Linked DNA regions of Mus musculus: region 2 is linked to region 1. Evidence: chromatin contacts called from public capture Hi-C data. All regions are on one chromosome and are shown on one strand. Each heading gives the region's core, a stretch centred on a gene start, on an enhancer-like site or on the middle of the called end of the contact. The rest is flanking DNA. Distances are from core to core; before and after follow the strand shown. Region 1 overlaps Prmt9 (protein arginine methyltransferase 9). Region 2 has its middle 64 kb from the start of Gm6360.

Evidence for each region. Capture Hi-C pulls out chosen DNA fragments and counts their contacts.
Region 2: a capture Hi-C map of embryonic stem cells shows a contact between it and region 1, with 4 times the contacts expected there. The contact joins two enhancer-like sites. A contact is called at or near these places in 1 of 15 datasets of contacts at CTCF or cohesin (stem cell-derived epiblast-like cells), 1 of 115 datasets of contacts at active chromatin or transcription factors (embryonic stem cells) and 1 of 9 other capture datasets (embryonic stem cells).

The regions. Positions count from the first base shown.
Region 1 is chr8:77,572,822-77,580,549 of GRCm38.p6, reverse strand. It overlaps Prmt9 (protein arginine methyltransferase 9), which reads right to left. Exons shown (of 12, transcript NM_001081240.3): 10 at 3,059-3,212. Among named protein-coding and RNA genes, the nearest start is that of Prmt9, 27 kb to the right of the region's middle. Within about 2 kb of position 1,334, at least 11 of the 459 cell types and tissues checked have an H3K27ac peak or open chromatin away from gene starts, as enhancers often do. A contact at or near this core is called in embryonic stem cells, where this site is marked.
Region 2 is chr8:78,132,283-78,139,678 of GRCm38.p6, reverse strand. No RefSeq gene overlaps it. Among named protein-coding and RNA genes, the nearest start is that of Gm6360, 64 kb to the right of the region's middle. Within about 2 kb of position 5,133, at least 4 of the 459 cell types and tissues checked have an H3K27ac peak or open chromatin away from gene starts, as enhancers often do. A contact at or near this core is called in embryonic stem cells, where this site is marked.

The DNA of each region.
Region 1 (7,728 bases), core at 85-2,584:
ATGCTTCCTATGCCTCGGTATTTTGCGCATCAGTCCTAAGGCATGAAAAGCTAGGTTTGTAGGCAGGTTCAGCACCTTGGTGTGCTTTGTTACTTACAGGCTTTTTTCTTGGAAGGAAACACACTACACTTTCAAGTGGCCAAACCATTCCAAAAACATTTATACCTAGAACATGTATACTAACAAGCAAACAATGTAACATTTAGTATTTACTGTATTTGATCAGAGACACCAAATTCAGCCAGGCATGGTGGCTCATGCCCTAAATACCAGAGTCAGAGGCCAAGATAGCTCTGTGAGAGGCCAGCTTGGTCTAACAGTGAGTTCCAGAATAGCCAAGTCTAACCAATGAGATCTTGTCACAAACAAACAAAATTTCATCTGAACAGATTCACTCAGAAAAATGATCTCTTCTCTACAAAGCTGTGGTTCTTTCAAAATCTTGCCTACAAATTCAAGTCGCTGGGGAAGCTGCTCAGGGCTCACCCATGGCAGTTTGTAGCCAGGCCCAGGATTCTGAAGCCTGTTCCTTGTATGAACTAAGAAGATGGTGCTGCTCAGAGGGTGCTTTCCTTTCTGGGAGAGGCTGAGCTCAGTCTTCATGAGTGGCCGGATTCACCAACCTCTCCCAGGCACTCCAATCTTCCCTGGACTGTGCCGTGGACTCCTGTTCTCTTAGGCCAGGCCCTGAGACCCTCATTCCCACTTCTCCCTGCCTGGGACTGAGATGCTCACAGCTCTCCTGCATCGTACTGCCTGTCTCCACTTTTCTCAGCTTAACCTCCTAGCCTCCCCTGCTGCTATTACACTAAAGCTTAGCACCTTGCAAGCTCTCTATATTCAGTTCTCAAGCCTTTCTTTGCACACCGCTAGTGTGCCGTCCACTCTATGGTTTTAATGACATCCATGATACTGACTGCCAACTTTACATGCTTAGCCTAGTTTTCTTTGAATCCTCCTTATCCAGCTGCTCAATGACCCCCTCTGACACCTCTTATATACACAATACAGCTTACCACTCCACTGTTTCCCTACATTAAAAAATGGTAACTAGCCTTCCTGGTCCTTTCTCATATTCTACATCCAATCTATAAAACTCCCACCTTTAAAATCTATGCAGAAGCTCACTTGGCCCCAGGTCCAGTCTAAGCCGGTCTAAGCCAGTCTAAGCCAGTCTAAGCCAGTCTAAGCCAGTCTAAGTCTCATTGACTGTTATGGATGTCTCTGACTGGCCTCACAAATGTTTTATTCCTAACAGTCACCAAAGAGACTTTTCAACGCAGGTTGTTACATCATTCCACGCCCAGCCCCCTGTGATGCTGCCTAAGGATCCTGATTTACCCCATGGGGCATGTCCCACACCATGTCAGAGATTCTCATACTGGGCAGCTATCTATCTAGGGTGTGGAGTCATTTAATTCCATCTCTGGAATCAGAAATGGCATCCTAGGTGTTAAGGGCAAGGAGGTATCTGACTATATAGTGTTAATGCTGGAGTTAGAGGTCTTGCCCTCTTTCTGCCAAGGAACAGCTGAGGAGTTGGCTGAGGAGTCTGTAGTCCCTGTCTAAGCCCTGATCCTGAAGGAGAGGAATAGTTGTTAGTGTATTATATTCTTTTAACAACCTCTGATTCTGTTTCATTGATCGACACAGTTTTCTAGTGGTCAATCATCCTAAGAGAGGAGACAATACTAAGGCAATGGGGTAAATAGACTCTAAAGTACAAAACTGCTAAGGAAGGTTAAGGACTGTCTTTACATAAGTGGTCAAGTGACCATGATAAACGGGCCAACTGTATGGTGTTATGTATGTTCTGTAGAAACACAGTGGGTGGGGCTTAACCCAGGCATGCTCGTTCAAGAACACTGAGGGATGGAGTGCATTATCCCAGTTACATTAGATGAAAACCACACAGACCACAAGGGCACAGTGGTCATGAGAGGGAGACACTGTGAAAGGGCAACAGGACCAGCATCTTGTAGACCCTGACAGAATTAAGAGCTGCTGGAGTCGGGATCAAGTGGGAATAAAATAGAAAGATAGGGATTGGAGAGATGTCCTAGCAGTTAAGAGTGGTTACCGCTCTGGCAGATAGATGCCAGGGTGGCTCACAACCATCTGTAATTCTAGTTCCAGATCTTATCTCCTCTAGACTACATGAGCAATGCACTCACAAGATACACATGCATACAAACAAACACTCACACACTAAAGTAAGAAAATAATCCTTTTAAAACATTACAATAGAAAGATGGGTGGCAGTTTGGGACCATGCACAGAAACAGCTTAAACATCTCTACCTTGTGAAGATCACAAGAGAGAGATATTAAACTAACTCTAAAACCTTGGTTAGCCACACCCCCAACCCCCAAAAAGAGTAGTTAAATAATTTATTCCTTAAGTAGTCAAGGAAGACTTCGGGCATCCTCAAGAGCTGACTAGTTGGAGCCTTTAGACATCATTTCTCTGACTTTGTACTCAACATCCCACTTCATCCATCTTGAACCCCACGTGGCTTCCCTGGGCACTCTATCTAGACACACCTTATGCACACACATGTGCATCTGTGTGGGTGTCACTCTCTTTCTAAATCCCAGCGACTCCTTGTTTCTTAAACTGGTACTAACCTTCCCTCTTGAGCCCCACCCACCCCTGCTATGCAGACAGGTGGCCCAGACCTGGACTCCAGCTGCCCATGCCAATCAGTAGCCGATCTGAAGCTTCAATACAGAAATTCAAGCTTCGGATACAGTCTTCTGGATGCTTCTTTGTTACAAAAGTACAACTGTTTACTGCATGCCTAAAACCTCTTGTTGTTCTTTTATTCTATGACAGCGATGCAGAGCAAACTCTATTAACTTTCGTCCGTATTCACAACAGAAGCCCTTGGTTATCCTAACCCTCAGGTTGATTTCCTCCCTGACCAGTTCCTTTGCTCCAGGAAACTGACAGCCCTTCTTATCCAACTAAACCTGCTAACTAGGTAAAAACTCAAAAGAAGAGACAAAGACCCCGGGAGATACTGACATCCTGGCTGCACAGTTCTCTAGACACTTACCTGAAACTGGTTAATAAAAGGTGCTATGTTTAGCCCAAGAGTATGTTCTGTCCCTTGAACCGCACTCTCTTCTACCAGCGTCTGGGACTCCACAAGCATCCCAAACATCAGCACATACTGTGGGAAGATCTTGCCTCCAGACTGCAATAAACATCTGAAAAGGGGTAAATACTTTTAAAAGCCTTAGATATAAGCAAGCATTGTAAATTAATTAAGTATAGATGGTATGTAGTTTGGTGGACCTTGTCACTAGTGGCTAGTAGCTCAGAATTTAAACCACTAGAAATAATTGCCCAAGAAGTCATATTTGGACTGTTAACTCAGGAGACAGACTAAGGTAAATAATAATAATAATAATAATAATTCTTTTTATGAATGGAAAGTTCTTTGGTGTTTTTTTTTTAAGATTTATTTATTTATTATATGTAAGTACACTGTAGCTGTCTGCAGACACCCCAGAAGAGGGTGTCAGACCTCATTACGGATGTTTGTGAGCACCATGTGTTTGCTAGGATTTGAACTCAGGACCTTCAGAAGAGCAGTCAGTGCTCTTAACTGCTGAGCCATCTCTCCAGCCTGGTAAATTCTTAATAACAGGTCACAATTATTAATGGGGAATCATCCTCACATGGAAATCAAAATGCTCCAAAATCCAGCACTTTTTGAAAACTCATACAATAAAGTATGTGGGAAATTCTATATATGACTTCATGAATAGGTTTCCATAAAAACAAGTACACTAAAAATACTGTAAGGTTGCTTTAAGACTGAATATAAGGTGTATATGAAACACGAATAAATAACATGTGTAGACTTAAGATCTTCTACACCCGATCACTATGTGTATGCAACTGGCTGCAACATTGCTGGTCTCAAACACTTCAGGCAAGGCCAAAGTCTGACTGGGAAGAAGAAGGTCTCACAGCATCATCACTAGGAATGGCTTAGTGCACGAGAGTATAAAGTATGTGGTAAGTTCCCTGAACAATTCTGTAACTTTTCTGAACATCTGAAATGATTCACTTTCTATAAAGAATTCAATCCTCCAAATGCAAATATATATGTAAACAAATAGTCTAGCAAGGAAAGGAAGACCAAAGTTAACAGAAAGCTCTCTCACGAAAGTGCACTTACTGCAATGCAGCCACACTTCCGCTCCCCTCACTCTCCCTGTGGTGCCACAGGAACATATTAACAGTACTGCTATGGCTATAAAAAGTACCTCAAGTGGGCTGTACCTGGACAGAGAATTATGAGCAGAAGACAAGTGCCTGCTGGGAAGCCGGCACTCCCTGCACATGGGGACCAAGCACTTCTGTAGCAAGGACTTGGAGGCCATGCCTTGACAGAATGGTTTCCACATGAGGGCGGGCACTAAAACTATCATGGAATACTGTTTTTCATACTGAGCCATAAAAGGACGCAGAGATAGAAGACAGAGTAAGGTCTGTAAGACCAAGTGAAACTATCCCTTACCAGACCGCAGGCCTTACTTGTACTGAGAATTGGGGATCTCCTACATGAACTTCCAGAGCAGGGACTACAGAGAGGTGCACACTGTGTTACCTTAGCCACCTACCAGTTTGTACATATCTAAAAATAATACGCATAGATGTTTAAATGTTTGCTACATGGCTTCCCTAAATAGATCATTAAGCCTCAGAGGCTGGGGAGACAATTCAGTGGGTAAGGCAGCAGCAGGCCAAATGGGAGGACCAGAGCTTAGATCCATACCACCCAGGTGATCCTTATTCTTACTGGCAAGTTCGAGAACTAGACCAGCCTAATCAGCAAGCTGTGTGTTTAGTGAGAAGTAAGCAAGGAAGACCACTCAACACTTATTAGAAACAGAACAGCAAGAACAAGACACGCACTAAGTCAGGGTGGCATCTAGTTTTTTTTTTTTTTTTTTTTTTTTTTTTTGAATGAAGATATTTATTAACAGGTAAATCTTTCAAAGTTTAATTCACAGGTTATTCTTTTTTTTTTTAATTAGGTACTTTCCTCATTTACATTTCCCAATACTATCCCAAAAGTCCCCCATACCCACCCCCCTACTCTTCTACCCACCCACTCCCCCTTTTTGGCCCTGGCGTTCCCCTGTACTGGGGCATATAAAGTTTGCAAGTCCAATGGGCCTCTCTTTGCAGTGATGGCCGACTAGGCCATCTTTTGATACATATGCAGCTAGAGTCAAGAGCTCCGGGGTACTGGCTAGTTCATATTGTTGTTCCACCTATAGGGTTACAGATCCCTTTAGCTCCTTGGGTACTTTCTCTAGCTCCTCGGCATCTAGTTTTAAGTTGTCCATGTCCATAGGACTCACTTACACGGTCGTGTGCTTACAGTGAGTAAAGAGGAACTAGCCTGATTCACACTCATGACGTAGCCTACCAGGCTGATCCTCGTACATTTAAGAGGTGTCTGTGACTTGCTCATCCTATGCTGTTCCTAACAACTTGTTTGAGTTCAGGGGAAAGTCAGGAGCCAATCTCAATTAGTGAAATTACTTATCCCTTAATAAAGTGACACAACTTGCAACAAAATCATTACTATTAGCTAGTGAGCTATTATGAAATTAGCCTATTTACTTGTTAATTTTCTGTCAATTCACTTTAACTTTCCAAAATTTGAAGCTCAAGAATAGTTCCAAGAATGGCAACAGTGCACCTTAACTTGTTATTTTACTGTTATTAAATGGATCACTTACCAGGCACTTACGTCATACGAGGTTTCCCTTTGTAGTACTGGGAAACCAGGGCTAGCTCGCCACCACTGAACCACATCCCCATCCCATAAACTTTTTGACTTTTACCCAAACAAGTGCTTTCCCTTGTTTATTAAAACGTTTCACACCAAAATGGGAAGAACATTTCTCCAAAATTAATTAATTAATTTTAAATTAAGATTTATTCAAAATTAATCAGGGGCTGGAGAGATGGTTCAGCAGTTAAGAGCACTGGCTGTTCTTCCAGAGGTTCTGAGTCCAATTCCCAAAAACCATATGGTGGTTTGCGACCATCTATAATGGGATCTGATGCCCTCTTCTGGTACACAGGTGTATATGCAGATAAGCACTCATTCATATATACATATTCATTCTCCAACATCAGCAGAGACGCTTATGATTCCAGTCAATTCGAGCACTATCGACCTGTATCACGCCAGTAAAGGGCTCAGGCCCATGTGACTGCCCCTCTTCAGATGCCAATCCTAACCCCCTGAGGTCTGGTGTACTGCAACCACTAATACACATGTGGAATTCAAATAACTCCCTCTTTGAGGTAAGTATCTGATGCAAATACATACATGCAGGCAAAGCATACTTAAGTAAATCTTTAAAAAGGAATTTAAAGACAAACAAAGTCATTGAGAAATGGCCAAACAAGACATGCATCAGGCAATGATTTATACTAACACTGTGTTTGATCTTGGTTTTCTGTTGTCCCGTTGTTTGTTTTTAGCACAAAGGTCCTAAACATAGGAGTCTTCTTACAATCAAAAGAACGTTAAGAGTATCTTCTGTTATACTGAGACCATCTCAGGATCTAGGGACTCCTAGACTCTCAGGTTTGTTCTCCGGAAAGAATAAGGAATGACAGCGAGCTGGGCCTTTCTGTCTTCCCCTGCCTAGCCTCAGCGCCAGACTGAGCTATCAAGAACACCCAGTGATGCCATACACATAACGAGCCCCGCGGAGAGCCCAGGGATGGAGTTAGAGCTTGTGTGCACTCAGTGTGTGCACCCTGGACAGAATGTCCGGAAAGACCATGGACACTCTGCACCCTTCCATGCGCTTGCTCTATGCAGTTCTTCTGGCTCCTCATCAGCATCCTCTATAACAAACAGGTTAACCTAAGACAAGCATTTCCCTAAGTCCTGTGAGCTGCTCTAACAAATCCAACCAAATCTGAAGAGGGTTCTATGCACTGAGGGACCCTTCAATCTCTATCTGGTGGCTTAGGTTTTTAAAGCTGGTGACTCTCCTACAGGTTCTACCTCTACCTCCAGACAGCAGGGCCAGAACTGACTTGTATTAAAGAACAGCAGCTCGTGCCTAGAGAATTAACTGGTTGGTGTGGGGGGTAAATCCCTGTAGAGCTATCATCAGAGTACTGTACCAAAGGTGGCTTAGAGGAAGAATCAACTCTTTAGTGGAGTGGGGCCCTCGGAGCCCCCACAGTCAGGAGGCTCATTACTCTCCCTTCGCTATACTGTTCACCCACTCTGGAAAGCTCGTGAACCTTCCATTCAGAGCTGCTGTGAAGACTCACTTAGTTATTGTGAGTAACTCCGTTTCAGGAAAGGTCTAAATTGTCAACCACAGTCTAACCTGGCCACCACCAGCCTCTACCCCAAATCTGCCTAGAGGGCCTCCCTCACAGAACAAAACCTGATGTCATGGAATAGTTACAGTAAAACATTCGTCTCACCCTCTTTGCCCACAGAATTTTTTTTTAGATTTATTTATTATATGTAAGTACACTGTAGCTGTCTTCAGACACCCCAGGTGAGGGCAACAGATCTCATTATGGTGAGCCACTATGTGGTTGCTGGGATTTAAACTCAGGACCTTTGGAAGAGCAGTCAGTGCTCTTAACTGCTGAGCCATCTCACCAGAGATGACCACAGAATTTTAAAAAGAAAAAAATAATAATAAGAAAGAAAGA
Region 2 (7,396 bases), core at 3,884-6,383, 560 kb before region 1:
TGAAGCAATTTTATCATACTAATAACTGACGTTACTCAGGCATTCTCGATCAGGCTGCACTTACAGTATTAAAATGCACAAGTTAACTGACATTGAGAGAATTCTGTTCATTAAGAAGGTGCTGTTGTCTTTCCAGGCATTCTCCAGCCTCAGGACCTCTGCACTTTCTGTTTCTCCTGTAGCAACACTTTCAGTTAACATGTGCAGCCTCCTCACCTCTTCTCTTGGTGTCTGATCTAGTGTTATCTGCTGAGCGATGATTGTTCTGCTCTATCAAGCTGTTCTGTGGAGCTCTTTATTCTCTTGCTGTACTTCATTTTTCATCATGGGTTGTGACATGAATCTATTATGAGTTGTCTTTTCCCCACCTAGAACTTACTAGATGGGAATGGGAACTCTGTCTAGTCGATTTAAGGCCATGTTCCCAGCCACACAATAACTCCCTTTCCAGGGAATGGTTTTGGAGTGCCGCCATCCGAATTTACAAGGAGGAAATGAAGATAGCTTAAGCAAATTTCTCCAACTCTTGGAACTCCTGGAAGTACGGCACTGGGGCCCAGCTCCCCACTGTTGTCCATGGAGTGCCTTGTGATTTATCCTTCCCCCAGTCTCTAGAGAGCCTCAGAGCTACAGTGAGCACTGAAACAGTGATCAGGAAAACACTGTAAACAAGGACTGCAAAAGGCCACAGCAGGCCTTCTGGGCTCTAGATTCCAGTCTAGACCTCTTTCTACACATGTCACTGGCTAGGGCTGGCTCCATTTCCTCCCAGTGTGAACAACCGAGGCTAAACCCTCCCTCAGACCTGAAAACTATTGACATTCCTATCAATAAGGAAAGGCCAGGGTGGCTCTATTTACCAGTGTGTTTCTGAATGCCAGTATGGAGACTTAACCGTCCTCTGGTTGAAAAGCTCAGATCCCGGTCTATGGTCTGTGTTCAGCTATTCACTGTGGAGCAGCAATGAATGCCATGACATCCTGGGAAACTTTGCTGAAGCTGGGGCTTTCCTTGTCTTTTCAACTCACTAATCAGGGATCAGAAGTCTGAAATCTCAAGCTCTGTGTCTTTCTAAGGAGGCATGGAGAAGCTTCCAGAAGGAACATCTCAGTCCGTTATACCTGCACCTAAGGCATGCTGGGTGTCTAGGCCACTTCGTCATCAGCTGAGTGGCAGGAACTGGTCTGGGTCTTAAGTTCACACAACTTTTGCATTTGGTTTGAGACCTAGAAGACTGGGTCTGAAGGCTTAGATTGAAAACATTGAACGAGAGTGACCAACTCAACCTATGAGAACTTGTACAACCAACACAAGGAGCTGAAACTCACAGTGAAATTGAAAGGAAGAGATCAACTATAGTATGTGGGTATAATGGCAAATCTTCATGGTTTACATGGCTGGACTTGTAAATCACCAGGAAGTGGGACTCTGGATATGCCTCCAAGAGTGTTTGCAGAGAGGTTTGACTGAGGAGAAAAGATCTATCCTGAGTGTAAACCATATACTATGGTTCTAAACTGAAATTTTAAAAAGGAGGTATTCCTCTTTCTCTCTGCCTCCTAACTACGTATAAAATATGACCAACCAGCTCATACTCATGGCCTGTATGCCTTCTCTGCTATGATAGACTGACTATACCATTTATTTTTCAAAAAGTCTTTACTTAAGTTATTTTTAGCAGTGTGTGTGTGTTTGGGCATGCACTCCTCAGTGCTGGTGTCTGCAGAGGCCAGAGGCGTTGGATACCTGGAGGTGAAGTTATAGGAAGTTGCGAGCCACATGATGTGGATGCTAGAAACTGAACTCAGGTCCTCTGAAAGAGTAGCACATGGTCTTAACCATGGAGATATCTCTCTAGCTCCCTGTATCACTTCTTAAAGCATAAACCCAAGCAAGCATGATGCTTTTTAAGTTATTTTGTCAGCTGCTCCATCACAGCACTAAGAACAGAAAGTCAAACAGTGGTGGGTAGGGTGCTGATCAAGGCCTGGGCATGGAAGTGAAGCTAGGAATTCTGTTAGTGTATCACAGAGCCATCATTCAGCACAAGGATGCACAAGTAAGATGTTGTTGCCATGACGAAATGCTTGAGAAGACACCTTGAAGGAAGAAAGATTACCTTGGATAATGGTCTCATGGCCTTCATTATACACTGGCTGGCTCCTTTGAGTTGAAGTCTATAGTAAGGAAGAAACGTGATACATCGTGCTGGGGGAGGCAGGAAAGCTGCTTCACTCACAGCAGGCAGGAAGCAGGAAGACCAAGAGTCAGGAACAAAGTACACCCTTCAAAGGCAGACACCCATTGACCTCCTTCCTGCAACTGGATGGTACCTTCTAATAGCCATCCAGCTAAAGGTGACTGGCCAGGGCCTAACCTGTGGCTAAAGTTAGCACCCTCTGGATCCAGTCATCTCACAAAAAAAAAAAAAAAAAAAAAACCATGAGATGAGAACTAAGACTTCGGTATGTGAACTTTCAGGACACACTTTCCATCACAGTGGGATAGGAAGAAGACCCTAGGGAGGCATTCTATGCTGTGTACAGGGTCATCGTGCCTGGTATGACCTTGACGAAGGTGGAGAGAACATGATTTGCAGCAACAGAGTCAGCTAAAGTGATATTGATGTCAGAGAAGGTGGGTTTTAATACATAAAAGAAATGAAAGAGATTGTGTGTGTTTTTATTCTCCCCCAAACCCAAAGGAATGAAGACTCTCCTGCTTTTTATAGCTCATTAAATTTCTTCATGTATTTAACAACAACCATAAAATGGCTCAGAGTCAACTGTACCAAGTACTGAGTAACTATAGGCTGAGGTGACTCTTCCAAGCCAAAATGGTGTTTTTTCAATTTACGATAGAACTCTTTCAGATAAGAGATTTTTGTTGTTGTTGTTGTTGTTAAATACCCAGACTCACATTATGCTGTTTTAGAAGGACACAGTTATTCAAATATTTTGACACTTTCAAAATAGGGAAAGATGCTTTGATTTACTTCAGCCATATCAAAAACATTGAAAAACCATTGTTAAACTATTCAGTGTTGAAGAGGTGATAATCTCCGCTCAAATGCTGCATGCATGTCCCTCTGTCCTACTGTACTGGCTGGCTTTCTGTGTCAACTTGACACAAGTTAGAGTCATCAGAGAGGAAGGAGCCTCAGTTGAGGAAATGCCTCCATGAGATCCATCTATAAGGCATTTTCTCAATTAGTGATCCATGGGGGAGGTCCTTGGCCATGGTGGTGCCATCCCTGGGCTGGTGGTCCTGGGTTCTATAAGGAAGCAGGCTGAGCAAGGCATGGGAAGCAAGCCAGTAAGCAGCATCCCTCCATGGCTTCTGTGTCAGCTCCTGCCTCAGTATCCTGCCCTGCTTAAGTTCCTGTCCTGACTTCCTCCAGTGATGGACTATGATCTGGAAGTGTGAGCTGAATAAATCCTTTCCTCCCCAACTTGCTTTTTGGTCCTGGTACTTTGTTGCAGTAATAGAAACCCTGACTAAGACATCTGCTGAGAGATTCTGAAGTGTGTCTGGGAAGCAATCTCCTCTGTATCCCAATTTCAAAGTGCACTGATAAGTGGCTCTGAAGCCCCCCCTTTTTCTTTAAATGTAGCCATCTTCTCTCTGTGTGTTTTCTATTCAGAGCCTCTTGTAACCCTGCTGACAGGCCCATGCTTTAGAGCGCTATCAAATGTTGATTCTCCATCAATTATAGGTTCCTGGTTCTCCATCGATTATAGGTCAAAGCACAGGGACTTCTAATAAAACAGGAGAGTGCTGACTACACTGAGGTGGTCTGTTGACAGACACGCATATTTACTGAGCATCTACCTACTCAGTTATATTAAGTACTTGTTATATTTAAGGCTATGCAATGCAACTTGTAAGCATCAGCCATGACGGGTACCATACAATGTTATCTCTGAAAGTCTGATTAACTAAAATGGATCAAGCATTTTAACTAAGCCTAGTGAAAATACAAAACCCAAGATGACAACTGGGAGTTCTAGTTTCATGTCATTTAGAAAGATCCATAGTAGTCACTGGGTATCTTGCAGAATAAGGACAGAATCCAAGTTGCCACATTAATGGTTCCGACTATTAATCATCTTTCTGGTATTTAATGGAAGATTTCACATGAAACATGTGGATACTTATCATGATAAATGGGCCTTAATTATAACGATACATGGGCCCTGCATTTCCCCAGGACTTCCCTGTATGTTTCTCACATGTACTAAACTATAACAAGAATATACTGAAAGAGTAGTTCTCTCTAAACATTTTTTATTAGGAGTATCAGATGTGTTAAATTTGCATATACATTATAATATAAATTTTACATTGAGGTCTGCCGCCCACCTCCATAAAGTTACACCATTAACTCATCTTCTCTTGATTAAATGACCTGTATGAGTTAGAGGTCAGCACTGACAAAGATATCACAGTCTAATCTACTGGTATTATGACCCCAATTATCCCCAGTTACCGTTTTCAGGAGGCTACCTAACAGGCTAAATGAATTTCTAAAAATGATAGAAGACAGTATTTGCTAAATCTAGCACAAACTCCATTTGCCTTTATTTTCCAGCCATGACCACTACCGGTCCTTCCCACATACGCCCTGGTTCTGCATTAACAAACTTTTACTTTCTCTTTGAGAAAAGGTCAAGGTTCTGAAGGTCCCTTTTTTGACAATAATGATGATGATGATGATGGTAATTCTTATTATCCTGCCATTATGAAACCCATGTTTTTCTCCTACACCAAATAATCAACAAAACCATGCCCTTAGAGCTAGCCTTCACATCAACTTGGCCCAGTTTGGATTGTTCATCATGAAGCTGAACTGTTGATAAACCTAGAACATGATTGTAGGAAAAAGAAAATAAAACCCACATTGTGAACACTTTTTTTTTTTCATTTTACAGTAGTAGGACATCTCATCTCGGTTCCTGCTGGATGGAGTGAGTCTGCAGAGAGCACAAGAGAGGATTATGAGGCTTTACAAACACAAAGGAAGGCCAAGTCCTCCTCTTTACCTCTGTATAAAGAGCCTGCTGTCCACTGCCAGGTGAACCCAGAATCAACCAGCTGGATGTGGTCTGGCCCCCTCTCTACCTTCCAGCCCTGAGCTCCAGGACTTGCGGGACTGAATGGTCTGACCTCCTGCGCTCCCCTGGGGCGGGACTGAATGGACTGGACTGCCTCTGCCTCTTCTATTGGAAATGGCGATTTCTTAGCAGTAGCTTCCCTTGGAAGGCTCTGTCTCCTTTATACTCCTCCTCGGTCTGGATCACTAGATCCTTGAAGAAAGTTCTTTCTTCTCCTAGAAACATCCAGCCACAAGCAAATTTTCTTTTTTGCTATCACTGAGCTTCACATCTTAGTGTTTGATTTTGACATTTACTATATGCCGGGACTATGTGAGATATCACACATTATGGAATGTGATCTGACTTTATGATTATACAAACCTATGTAACTAACTTTATTATCCCTGTTTGAAAGAGAGAATATCTGAGTTCCAATATAAATAGTGTAACTTACTTACATCTAAGAGTTCAGCTTCCAAAAACTGTATTGCTACTTTGAATTATACAGCATCGTCATTGGCAAAATGTTTCCATAACATCCAATGGCCTTTATTATCTATACAGCATCTGCTGGCCTTTACTTCTTATCAGATAGCCTGCTACCTAGGACATGGTACCTTGAATAGGATATATTACCTATTGTGCAATTAAGACTGTCATATGGGTATTAGTCATTATTATTACTGGTTAAAATAGTAATAGTAGGAGTATATGTGTTTGAGGGTTTATTATCTACCTCATACATTAAAATGAAAGATTCTCAAAGACAGATACCACTTTATAACTCTTTTATTCTCTTGTAAGAATAATGTCCCATACATAGTAAGAGCTTAACAATTCACTGATGAATGAATGATAAATATAAATGACAAGAATGACTGTTGAGTTACATTGTTTGATTGTTGAGTTATATATCCTTCCCCACACAGGGAACTTACAATGCTTGCTGATCCATGTCTTCCTTTACAGTCCCCTTTTCCAGGAATTAGGGACTTGAAGTTGTGAGTGTGGGAACATAATCTCTGGCATACCTGGTCCAACACTCCCACATGCCCACCTTCATGCTGGTGGTGGCTTTCTTCTCTGACATGGTCCCACAGGCATCACAAGTGACCCAGTCATTCTGCGTTCATTGCCTTTGGCTGCTCTCTAATCCCTGTCTTCTTCACGCCTTGAGCCTGTCCTTCATCTCATAGCCACTGGCTACCTCTGGGTAGGCAATACCTGATTACACATTCACACTAACATGCTATTTAAAATGTTCAAAAACCCATCTCTAAAATTCTATGACCCCCTCATCTAAGTGACTACATTTATTTTCCAACTTTCTATGCGTATGATGGTGTTCAAGTATTAAAAAGTACAAATATCCACGCTTCTGTTGATAAAACCCTAAATCTTGGTATCTTCTGTGGTAGAACTTAGGAACCAAATCCCATCTCCTTAGAAAAAGAGTTGGTATTGGGAAAGCCTTGGGGAATCCTTGTGCTCTCCCAATAATTTGGCACTCTCTGCCCCATCCAACCGGCTAGGTGCTGTAGAAGCAGGGGCTTCATCGACAGTGGGGTAAGTGGAGGGTTTACCCCTCCTATCACCTATGAAAAGTGTCAATCTTCCTTAAAGAAAACACCAGTGACTAAAGTAAGGAAAAGCAAGCAAAGTAGAGATAGAAAGCGCTAGAAATCGGGGTGAGGGGAGAGAAATATCAGTGAGATGGAAAGGAAAAGCCGGAGAGCTACCAAAGCAGAGAAGAAAATGGAAAACCAGAGAGGCTGATCAGACAGCAGTGAAGGGCCAAAGACTCTACCAGCCAACCTGTGATAACCAAGCAGGAAAGGGAACCTGAGCTACTGAGAAAACAGACTTGGGAAGACGCGAAGGAGGCACCATAAATTACTCCTGTGAGAAAGAATGGGTGATCCAAATAAAATATAATTTATGTTCTTCTAGTTAAAATTACTTATGATATTTTTAAGTTAACCATATTATCGAAACAGTACTATTACACAAAGCCAACTATTCTATATGTGTCTAGTAGAGACATACCTTAGTAAGGATGTGGATGCAGTACGTTGGTTAATCTGCTGTCTTCTAGAACACAGGACTAAGGAGACAGTGCTGGGATCTCCCCAGTGCTGCCTCGTTATGCCGTGCACTGCCTTTGGCAATATGAGGACTCAGTCATAAGCTAATTTCCACTATAAAATAAGGAGTGATTTAAGTCCCGATAAGGACAGCTATGATCTTGCTCCTAGGCATATAATCTTTATGTTCAAATAAACTGATCTTCATTTTCCTCT